Linked DNA regions of Zea mays: region 1 is linked to region 2. A link is a contact called in public Hi-C data. All regions are on one chromosome and are shown on one strand. The core of a region is the stretch at or near the end of the contact, and the rest is flanking DNA. Distances in the headings are between cores, read along the strand shown. Region 1 has its middle 78 kb from the start of LOC100279116. Region 2 holds the start of LOC100277434.

Region 1 (5,388 bases), core at 26-2,525, 81 kb before region 2:
AGCCCGGTCAAGGCTAGGGCTGGACAAAAAACTCGTGACACGGTAACTCGCTCGACTCGACTCATTAGTGACTCGACTCGGCTCGATTCGTTTAAAATGAGTCACGAGCTGAGCTAACAAATTAACTCGGTTCTTAACGAGTCAAACTCGAGCTGGCTCGTGAGTTACTCGCGAGCCAAACGAGTTGTGCAAATCTGCAATGGCCTAGCCCACCCATATGGAGCAGCCCAGCCACACGATACGGCCCACATAGGACACGCCGTTCTTCAGCCCAGCCATACGGGCGGCCCACACAACCAGCCACACCAAAGTCCAATTAGCCTCTCGGTGGCTCACTGGCTTGGCCGCACGCCGCCCGCACCGCATGCCGCTTCTTCTGGCTTCTCCCTGCGAGCTGCCCTCTCGGTCTCTCCCTCTCTCTCCCAAAATCTAAACCCTAGACTCCTAGAGCCGCCGACCGCCGTTGTCCGTGGAGCAGCCGAGCAGAGCAGGCTGCAGCGCCACCGCGCCGGTGTGCGGCGTGTGCCCTCCGACCTCCGCCCGTCTGCCCTCCGCGCGGCGCTCATGTTCTTCGCAGTCTGCCCGTCTTCCCCGACGGCGCCCTCGGCCCTCGCCCTGTTCGGCTGTCCGGCGCCTACTTGCACATCGTCGGTCGTCGGCTCGCCTCCATGAAAGCTCAAGAACCGGATGGCTTATGGTAACTTTGATAATGAGCTGGCTCACGAGTTAATCGAGTCAGACCGAGTTACCAAACGAGCCGAGCTCAGCAGGTTCTCCAGCTCGTTATCATAACGAGTCGAGTCGAGCTAACTCGTTATCATAACGAGCCAACTCGAGTCGAACCGAGCCGAGTCGAGCCAGCTCGATATCCAGCCCTAGTCAAGGCACAAGTTTTATTTGTTGGGAAAACAACTTATGTAAAACGGTGAAAAACAGATTATGCTTATTCTCTTACTGTCTGTTTTTAGGTTCTTCTGAGAGAAAACTGAACCCATAAACTGTTGTGAAAACGTTTAATTTTTAGTACAGATTCTTCTTAAATTTGTGAAAAAGTTATGAAATAAACGTGCCAAAGAGGCCCCGCCGGCCAAGATGTAGTGACTTGGAACCGTGTCCACTGTCCAGACAAACTCATCAGTCATCAGACTTGGCTTACCCGGTCGGTTTTGATATGGGCTGGTATCACAGGTCGATTGGTACGGTTTGCACTGGCCCATGTATAGTTGGATTCTGTACTTTGAACACCCTTCAGTCCAGTCCAGTGGGCACAGGCAAAGCGAAATGTCCGGGTCCGGCATACCCTACCTACGACTACGACACCGACGAGTACTCTTTGTATATATATCATACAAGGGAAAAAAACTAGTGGCTGCTGGCAGCACGTGACACGGAAGGCCCAAGAGACGCGGCCCATGGGTCAAGAAGTCCAGTATCTAATTTCGATTAGAAGGAGACGGAACATGTCGCCTGCCTGACGCACGGTGGTGGCGTTGCTCGTATCATACTTGTTTTGATATTTTCTCGTTTGATTCAGATCCGAGGATACATACAAATATTATCGAGTTGTGTCAGATACAAATTAGAATTGACATTCAACTTTGAATATACCGATATAAACTGGATACGGATACAGAATAGCCAGACTCGAAAACGAATTGGATTCCAGTTTTTTTCTAGACGAATCGAACTCGAACACAGACCAATAACATCCATACCATTTACACCCGGATATCTTGCACGTCTCTAGACTTCCAGTTCATACGTGTCTTGGTCCACTACTTTGGAGCGCTCTGCCGCGTTCAGGGAATACCGACAAGGGGTGCAGGCATGCATGTCTGAATTTGAGGCAGCACCGGTGCACTGATCCAATAGTAGTCATGGCGCCAAGGAGTCAGCCACACAATGGTTCTGCTGGTGAAGGTTCGGCGCGTAAGGACACGACATGACACGATCCATCCATTCCGAAAGGGACAGGCAGATCGTTACCACCACCAGAGATTGGAGCCCGTGGCCATGTCGCAGTTGCTTGCCGTTGACAAACCGGGCAGAAGCATAGGGTGGTGTTGGTGTCTGGTTCCCGGCCCTTGCATTGATCGTCTCTTTTGCATGGGTGCTGTGTTCGCTGGCTGCTGGCCAGGTTTGGCTATATGCCTATACGCGGACGCAATCCGGCATGATCATATATGCATGTATATGACTTGCTGGAATGAAATGGGATGGGATGAATTCAGGGGTTGTTACAAATTCACGTCTGTCGGAGAACGTACGGATTTCAGGGCTTGCTAGTGTCTGCATCAACCTTTTGTTGGAGAGACGGCAACTTTGGTCTAGATAATGCGCGCTTGTGGTGTAGCAGTAAGCAATTAGGTGAAGAAACAAGCAGGTCTGCTCCCATGTTTCACCTACCAACCACACTCCTGCCCCGCGCGGTACAGCGTCTGGATGCGCCGACCGGTCGCACTAATTAAGCCGGTGCAACTCGCTCCGGCCGTAGATGAAGAAACAAGCAGCGCCCTGCACCCAAGTCCCAGCCAAGGAGCTGAGCCACCGGCAGCCAAGCACAATTTGAATAATGACAAGCCGGTTAAACTTTGTAACAAAGGTTATAAATTAGAATGAGGAGAGTATATGCATGGATCTATTTGGTTCAGCTATAGATTTTTAAAATCTGATTGTAGTTTTGAGGAACCTATTGTGAGCTCACAATTGTGAAAAAACTAACATTTATTTGGTTGAAACAGCTGTCACTTATATATTTTGTAGAAAAGCTGTCACTTATATATTTTATAAAAAATGTGTGACGAACTTGTAACATGAATGACAAAAAAAACTGAAAATATAGGGTAAGAGGTGATTCTTGTTAGGATACCTTGTTATTCTGTTAGCATATCCCATTATTTTTGGCTGGAGCTGCGCCTCCATTCTCGGCAGGTTGTTGCCTTGCTTGTACATATCTGCATGTATCTTTTGATCTATAAATACATGCACAGCCCCATGGGGGTAGATGTGCCTTGCGCCATTCAACATGGTATTGGAACCATTGATCCAGTAGACGCCAAACTCATCCATCACATCTTCTCTTATGTCTTTCTCTCCCCAGATCACCATGACCGATACTTCTTCTTCCCTGCCCACATACAGCCATTCGTTGCTGGCACAAAAACGACGACAGCTACAACACTGATCCTCCATCGACGGCTGTGGCGCACACCTCCTCGTACACAATTGATCCAAACTGGTATGTCGACACAGGTGCCACAGATCACATCACCAGCGATCTTGACCGACTGGCGCTGCGTGAACGCTATCACGGTGGTGAGCAAGTCCAGGTCGGCAATGGTGCAGGTTTGCAGATTTTACACACTGGTCATTCTACAATTAATTCCGATCATCGCCCACTTGCACTACGTAACATTTTGCATGTCCCAGATATCTCAAAAATCTTCTTTCCGTCCAAAAATTTTCACGTGAAAACGATGTGTTTTTTGAATTCCATCCGTCCTATTTTTCAATTAAGGATCGTCGGACAAGGAGAAGACTCCTGGAAGGGCGGTGTAAAGGCGGGCTCTACCCAATCCCATTTTCTGATCAACAGATCCTCAAGCATGCACTCATAAGTCGACCAATCAGTCGCGATGACTGGTATGCACGGTTGGGGCACCCATCTAGTCAAGTTGTCCACTCTATTTTACATCTTAATAAAATTACTTGTACCAAACAGTTAGAGTCCGTAATTTGTAATGCGTGTCAACTTGCCAAGAGTCATCAATTACCTTATAATTCTTCTATTCATCGCTCTACTTGTCCTTTAGAACTTCTTTTCTCAGATGTTTGAGGTCCCGCTCCAACATCTGTTGGTGGTTATAAATACTATATTAGCTTCATTGATTATTTCAGTAAATTTTTCTGGATCTATCTTATGCATGATCGTTCTGAAGCTACTAGTGTGTTCTTACAATTCCAAACTCATGTGGAACGCCTTTTGGGCACTAAGATTAAATGCATTCAATCTGATTGGGGTGGTGAATATCAGAAAATACACAATACCTTTTTTCGCTCTCTTGGCATTGCTCATCGTGTGTCATGTCCTCACACCCATCAACAAAATGGATCCGCAGAACGCAAATACCGTCACATAGTTGAAACTGGTCTAGCTCTTCTTGCTCACGCTCACGTGCCCCTCAAATTTTGGGATGAAGCTTTTCTCGCCGCAGCCTACCTCATCAATCGAATGCCTACTTAGGGTCATTGACAACAAAACTCCTATCGAACGTCTTTTTGGTACCACTCCAAATTATTCTATGTTGCGTATTTTCGGTTGTGCATGCTGGCCAAACTTGCATCCATATAATAAGCATAAACTTTCTTTTCGCTCTAAGGAATGCGTATTTATCGGCTATAGTGCTTTACATAAAGGATACAAGTGTTTAGATATTGATTCAGGGCGTGTCTATATTTCTAGGGATGTTATATTTGATGAGGGTGTTTTTCCTTTCTCAAAAACATTGACCCAACAATCACAGCCAAATCTATCCTCTCCATCGCATGATTTACGTATGTTGCATTTGGGCAATGGTGGTAATTTTATTGGAAATGATCATGTGTTATCTGTACCTGCTAACCCTCCAGTAACAGAACGTCCGGTAATATTTCCTTCTGCACAGGAACCATACCCAAGGCTATCGCAATTGGTTACAGGCTCTCCTGAACATTCTGGCGATTCTTCTACTGATATGGCTGACACGTCTCTAAAAACCATGTCGGGACCCGGTGTTCAAACAGAATCCGTCTCCGGAACCGCAGAACCCGCTGGGTCGGTGGCCTTGGAGTCTCTGCCAACATACGTGCTTCATCCTAATATTCCTCCTCAACAGCTGGCAGGCCAAACTCCACCAGAACGTGTACCCCATGCAACAGCCAACGTGGACCATGAGAACATGCATGCACCAGCTACATCTCCACGTATAGAGGATGATCTGGTTCCATCATCTACGCCATCTGATGCTAACACAGGCCATGCTCATCCATATGGCACCAGACTTCGCCACAATCTGCGTCAACCAAAGGTACGGACGGATGGTACAGTGACCTATTCAGCTATTCGTTCTTCATCAAGTGAACCTACTTCCCATATTGCTGCTATATATGAAACACCCTCTATGGCGCCAAGCTATGAACGATGAATTTCATGCCCTTCTCAAAAACAAGACCTGGCACCTTATTCCGCCTAGACCGGGTCTTAATGTAATTGATTGCAAATGGGTATTTAAACTCAAGCAAAAAGCTGATGGCTCTATTGATCGCTATAAAGCCCGGCTGGTGGCAAAAGGATTTAAGCAACAATATGGTATTGATTATGACGAGACCTTTAGTCCGGTTGTTAAACCA
Region 2 (5,371 bases), core at 1,623-4,122:
TTATGTCGGGTGCAAGGTTGATAGGAAGAGTACATCTGGGACTTGTTAGTTTCTGGGAAGGTCCCTGGTGTCTTGGATTTCAAAGAAACAAACTTCTGTTGCCCTATCCACTGCCAAGGCCGAGTATGTTGCCTTAGGCCAGTGTTGTACGCAACTACTTTGGATGAGGCAAACTCTTTGGGACTTTGGCTACAATTTTAGCAAAGTCTCACTCCTATGTGATAATGAGAGTGCAATCCGTTTGACGGATAATCTTGTTGAACACAGCCGCACTAAGCACATAGACATCCAACATCACTTTCTAAGAGATCACCAGCAAAAGGGAGATCTCAATGTTTGACATATTAGCATCGATCACCAGCTAGCCGATATCTTTACCAAGACTTTAGATGAGAAAAGATTTTGTAAGTTGCGTAGTGAGCTAAATGTATTAGATTTGCGTAACTCGGATTGATCTATAGCACATATGTTTTTATGTATTGATCATGTAATTATAAGTTTAATTATGTATTTGTGGTGTTCAAGTTGTAAAACATCATCTCTGTATCTCACAAGTCCTTATGCAAATGATGCATATGTTTAGGGGAGGACATATTACAACATGGCCCTTTGAGACTAACATGTTTGCTTAAGTGATTTTGGTGTAGTCTCAAAGGTGAATAGAAAGGAAAATGGTGGACTTGAACAACAGAAAAGGCTTCCACTGCAAAATAGTATCATGTTCAAGTTGCCCTTGGTGTTCATTGCCTTCTTGCTTTTAATTCACATTTTTTGGTGAGGCGATGCGGTTTAAAGGCCACTATTTTCTCCATTTTGGTGCTTAATGCCAAAGGGGGAGAAATTAAAGGCCAAATCAACTAGATCAACTACCACTTTTGAATTTTAAAAAATATTGTATTAATACTTGTCTTTTGGTCAAAAGTCTCTTACTGCAAAACTACTAAGTCGCACCGAGCCAACGATTACTAAGTCGCACTGGACTGTCTGGTATGCCACCGGACTGTCCGGTGTGCCATGTGACCAACGACTGGCAACGATTGGCTTCGCCAGGAAAGGAAGGGAATCGATGACTGTTTAGTTTCTGGTGTGCACCGAATAGTCCGGTGCACCCGCAGACAGAAGGCAACCAGGGCCTTCCAAACAAAGAAGCAACAGGTCCTTTAGCCCTTGGGGCTATAAAAAGGGCCCCTAGGCGTCTCTACCTGGTACCCATACATACCAAGAGCACACCGATGCTCTGATTCAACATGATCAGGCTTTCGACTTATTCTAGAAGAGAACTGAGCGTTTTCTTGAGAGAAACTCTGTCGTCTTGATCCTTGCGCTCTCTTCTTTGCTTATGTGCATGGTGTTGCTGCACTTGTGCTCTTTGTGTTGCTACCCCCCTTACTCTTGTGTTTTGATTAAGATCATTTGTGTAAGGCGTGAGAGACTCCAACTTGCGGAGATTCCTCACAAATGGGGTTTGTTATAAGGAAGAAAACAGTGGTATTCAAGTTTGATCTTTTGATCACTTGAGAGGGGTTGAGTGCAACCCTTGACCAAAGAAGGTCACCGCAACGTGGAGTAGACATTGGCCGAACCACGGGATAAAATCGCCATATCTCTTGTGCATCTACTTTATTGCGATTGTTCTCTTCTTGGGTTCTCATATTCACTTGTATTATTGCTCCTAATTGTGATACATATTTAAAAGGAGCAATCAAGTGAAGAGATCCTCTCTCTCCATCTCTATTCATAACAACTTGGTTTTTGTTTTCACTAACACTCATTATAAACCAAGTTTGTGTTGTTTAGAGTTGATTTTCCCAGGATCACATATTCACCCCCTCTAGGTGCTCTCACACCGTAGCGGGTTTTCTCAAACTAGTGGAACTTTGAAAAGGCCTCGTAGTGCTACCCTGCATCGTCTCCTTAATTAGTAGAGATGAATGAGATTCGAGACCCTTTGGCAAATGGGTAACACGGCTTGTAGGTAAAGATATGCAACTTCTATAGAGTGTAAAACTAGTATATTAGCCATGCTCACGGCTATGAGCGACTTGGACCCTCACAAGAGTAACTTATGAGATTAAATTTAATGTGCCATGCATTGCATTGTGGGAATTTTTAACTGTGATCTCTTATTTAATTGGGTTGGTATCTATTTATACTTATTAAATGCTAATAAAATTTTGACAAACTTATTTAAAAGCAATGCTCAGTCTTCACCATTTTTTGGTAAGCCTTACATTACATATGAGCCCCCACCGTAAGTGAGCTCATGCACATTATTCCTCGCATTTGCTCAGCGATGAACGTATGTGAGCCCACCCTGCTATAATCACACCAGGTAAAGAATATGTATCGCTAGAGGAACATGAATGACGCTACGATGAATTCAGAAAGGTCTACAACGTCGTCTCCATGTTAACTATGATGGTGGAACTTATATTATAAAATAAAGATGTGACATTAATTTCTGTATTATGAGTCATCATATATGTGAGACTTAATCCTGACACACATTTGAGACGTATCCGAGTTTGCCATTAAATTCAGATGTGACATTATATTATTTTTTAGAATATTTTTTAACACGCCAATCTCGTGTTGACAATTAATATATAAAGATATCCTTTAAAATTGCTTTGAGTTGTAGATATAGATAGCTATAATTAATAGAGGAATTTGTAGAGATATTTATTATGCCATCGTAAGAAGGGAATTAATCGTTGCCATAAAACCTGTCACCATGCTAGGCCATGCAAGTTTCGTGGCGCCACAGGTTTTAAGTGCGTTTGGAGGTTTCCACCGTCCAGCCGGGGCGGTAGCGACCGGCGGGCGGCCTCATATATATCACTCTCTCTCGACGCCACAACCTGACGAGCCAAAAGACAAAGAGGATAGACGAGGAGGAAGAGAAGCAGGTAGTGGACGACGGAGGGAGACAGCCAGACAGGACAGGAGCCTACCAGACCAGAAGGGCATGCCGGGCGCCCCATGCAACGTCGAGCCGACGGGCCGCCGGTTGCGCTGGAGCGGGCTCGGACGCCGGCGCCGCCGCAGGCTCCCGGTCGCCCGGCTCGGCGGCGAGAGGGCCGGGCGCGGTCGGGGAGTCCTGCGGCGGCTCCGGCTGCGCTGGCTCACGGCAAGGTGGCTACGGCGCGCGGCTCGCAGGCTGGCGGCGATCTACATGGCGGCGCTCGCGGGCCCGCCGGCTCCCACCGGCGCGTCGTCGTCCACCTGTCCGCCGTGGATCGGCCTGGAGCCGTGCTTCGCCACGCCGTTCGTGTCCTGCACAAGGCCGTGCTGGTGAGGCGGCGTCGGCGGCGCCCGCCGTGCATGGATCGATTTCAGGCTGCGCCGGCGTGCAGCAGGTGACCATCGATCCACGTACGGCAAGGTAAGACATAAAGCTTTGGTGTAACAACAACAACCAGCCATGAGGCCACCCATAACTGGAGACGTACTGGAGCACCTGGTCTAGAATCCAGATGCATGCATATATCGAATTGTACTGATCCTTTTCTTCTTCTCTATTCGTCTCCTGTTCTTGTTCTTGTCTTGTTAAGCAAATAAGTAGTAGTAATCTTTTCCATCTGGAATTTCGTTTCTGAACTCACCGTCGATCGATACAATCTGTGGGAGGATTGATTGATAATTTGAATAGCTTACAACCAAATAAAATTGATTGCTGAAATTACGGCGTCCATCAGTCAAGAGAGAAAGAAACAAAACAACTGATGACTACGTAGTGTAACGTACGAAGCCAGCAACCAAGAAACAGGACAGCCAATTGTCCTGAACCTGAAGCGACGTGCGTCAAATCGAAAGACGTCGCGTGACGTCAAAAGTAGTAGTACTCCCACGGTCTAGTCTATATAGGTACAATTTAAATTTTAACTAAATATATATAAAAAATATAAAATCACAATACAAAATAAACATAATTAGATTATTAATAAAATATATTTAATACTAATTTTTACAGAGACAGTTACTAATTCTACTTATAATAAATTTAGTTAAACTTAATCTAAATTGATCAGTAGATACCATAGTTACATTTTTGTATGGAGAAAGTGTATTTGTCCTTTAATGAACGTGGAGGGTACGTCAATCCTTCACCGGACCTGAGCTGAACAATTTCAGCCAACTAACATATGCTCCGTACTAACGCTATGATCCTTTATAAGGGTTGATAATGGTCACCCTGATATGAGTAGTGGGAAAGAGTGTCCGTGGTGACAGTGATGTGAGTAGTGGGAAAGAGTAGAGGGACACGGGGGAGGTGGATGCTGGGGGCAGGTCCTGAATGGGAGGATGAAGGATGATGGATGATTCAAATAATATTGTTTATTTAATTTTAGTGAGTAAAGGAGATGGTTATCTAGTGATCTGAATTATTGGGTTTTGATAGTGTGTTAAGTCCAATTGTAATTTGTGTGGTGGATTTAGTGAATGTTATGGGCGTGGGCGTGATTTAGTTGGGTGAGTTTTTGCAAAGTTTAAATAGGAGAATTATATAGGAGTATAGAAAAGAAAAAAGGCACCTTCGTTCTAAAATAAATATTGCTACGATATTTATTATGATCAAACTTTTTAAAATTTAATGTTTTATGAATTACTAGTAATATTTATATCTCTAAATAAATTTTATTATAAAATAGATTTAATAACATACTTATTTTTAGCACCATATGTGCCACCTTATGACGTCGGACGGTCCGGCGCTGTCTCCCGTGTCGCAGATGGTCCGCCTCTAAGTGCGGACGGTCCGCGATTGTATCAGATCAGACGAATTAATCCCTTTTTCTATGTGTGTTTATCCCTCTAATTCTGCGGATTCTATTAGATAACGCCTAGGAATGGGTCTGACCTCTCCCTATATATATATGAAGGGGTACGGACGATTGCGCGCACCAAAAATAGAACCAATCAATGTTTCTACTTTCTTGCCCTAAGAATAGTAGTAATTAGTCGTCTTCCATCTCTATATTCACCTCTCTTCGACTCTACGTTGTGTTGAGGCGTCTTGGTTGGCCTGCCGACCCCAAGGTAAACCTTAGGATCTCTCCTCCCTGTCGGGGTCCCTCCTGGAGGGCGAGATCTAGGTGTTGTAGGTGATTGTCGTGATCCCCGCTCGTGAGTAGACCATCCAGACTCAGGGGTGGATCGTCCAACTCCACGCAGGGAAGACCCGCTTCTGCCACAAGGCTGCGGACCGTCCGCACCGTCGTAGAGAGCCCGCCAAGTGGAACAACCCTAGTGTTTGGCTTCAATTCGGAGCCAACACACTTTTTGGATTCATCAAGATTAGATCCATAACTTGGTCTGACGTACCGCAGATCGGCCCCATATGACCGGTTCAGAGGATAACTCTGATATC

The links. Hi-C and Micro-C count contacts between places; a contact is called where the count stands out from the background.
Region 1: a contact with region 2 is called in a Hi-C map of leaf, with 4 times the contacts expected there. The contact joins the enhancer-like site here to the promoter of LOC100277434 in region 2. A contact is called at or near these places in 2 of 25 Hi-C or Micro-C datasets (ear and leaf).

Annotation. Positions count from the first base shown.
Region 1 is chr4:126,240,863-126,246,250 of Zm-B73-REFERENCE-NAM-5.0, reverse strand. No RefSeq gene overlaps it. Among protein-coding and RNA genes, the nearest start is that of LOC100279116, 78 kb to the left of the region's middle. Within about 2 kb of position 1,275, at least 17 of the 20 cell types and tissues checked have an H3K27ac peak or open chromatin away from gene starts, as enhancers often do. A contact at or near this core is called in ear and leaf, where this site is marked.
Region 2 is chr4:126,161,623-126,166,993 of Zm-B73-REFERENCE-NAM-5.0, reverse strand. LOC100277434 reads left to right here and starts at 2,872. Exons shown (of 1, transcript NM_001150995.2): 1 at 2,872-3,580. The coding sequence starts at 2,969. The coding sequence ends at 3,298.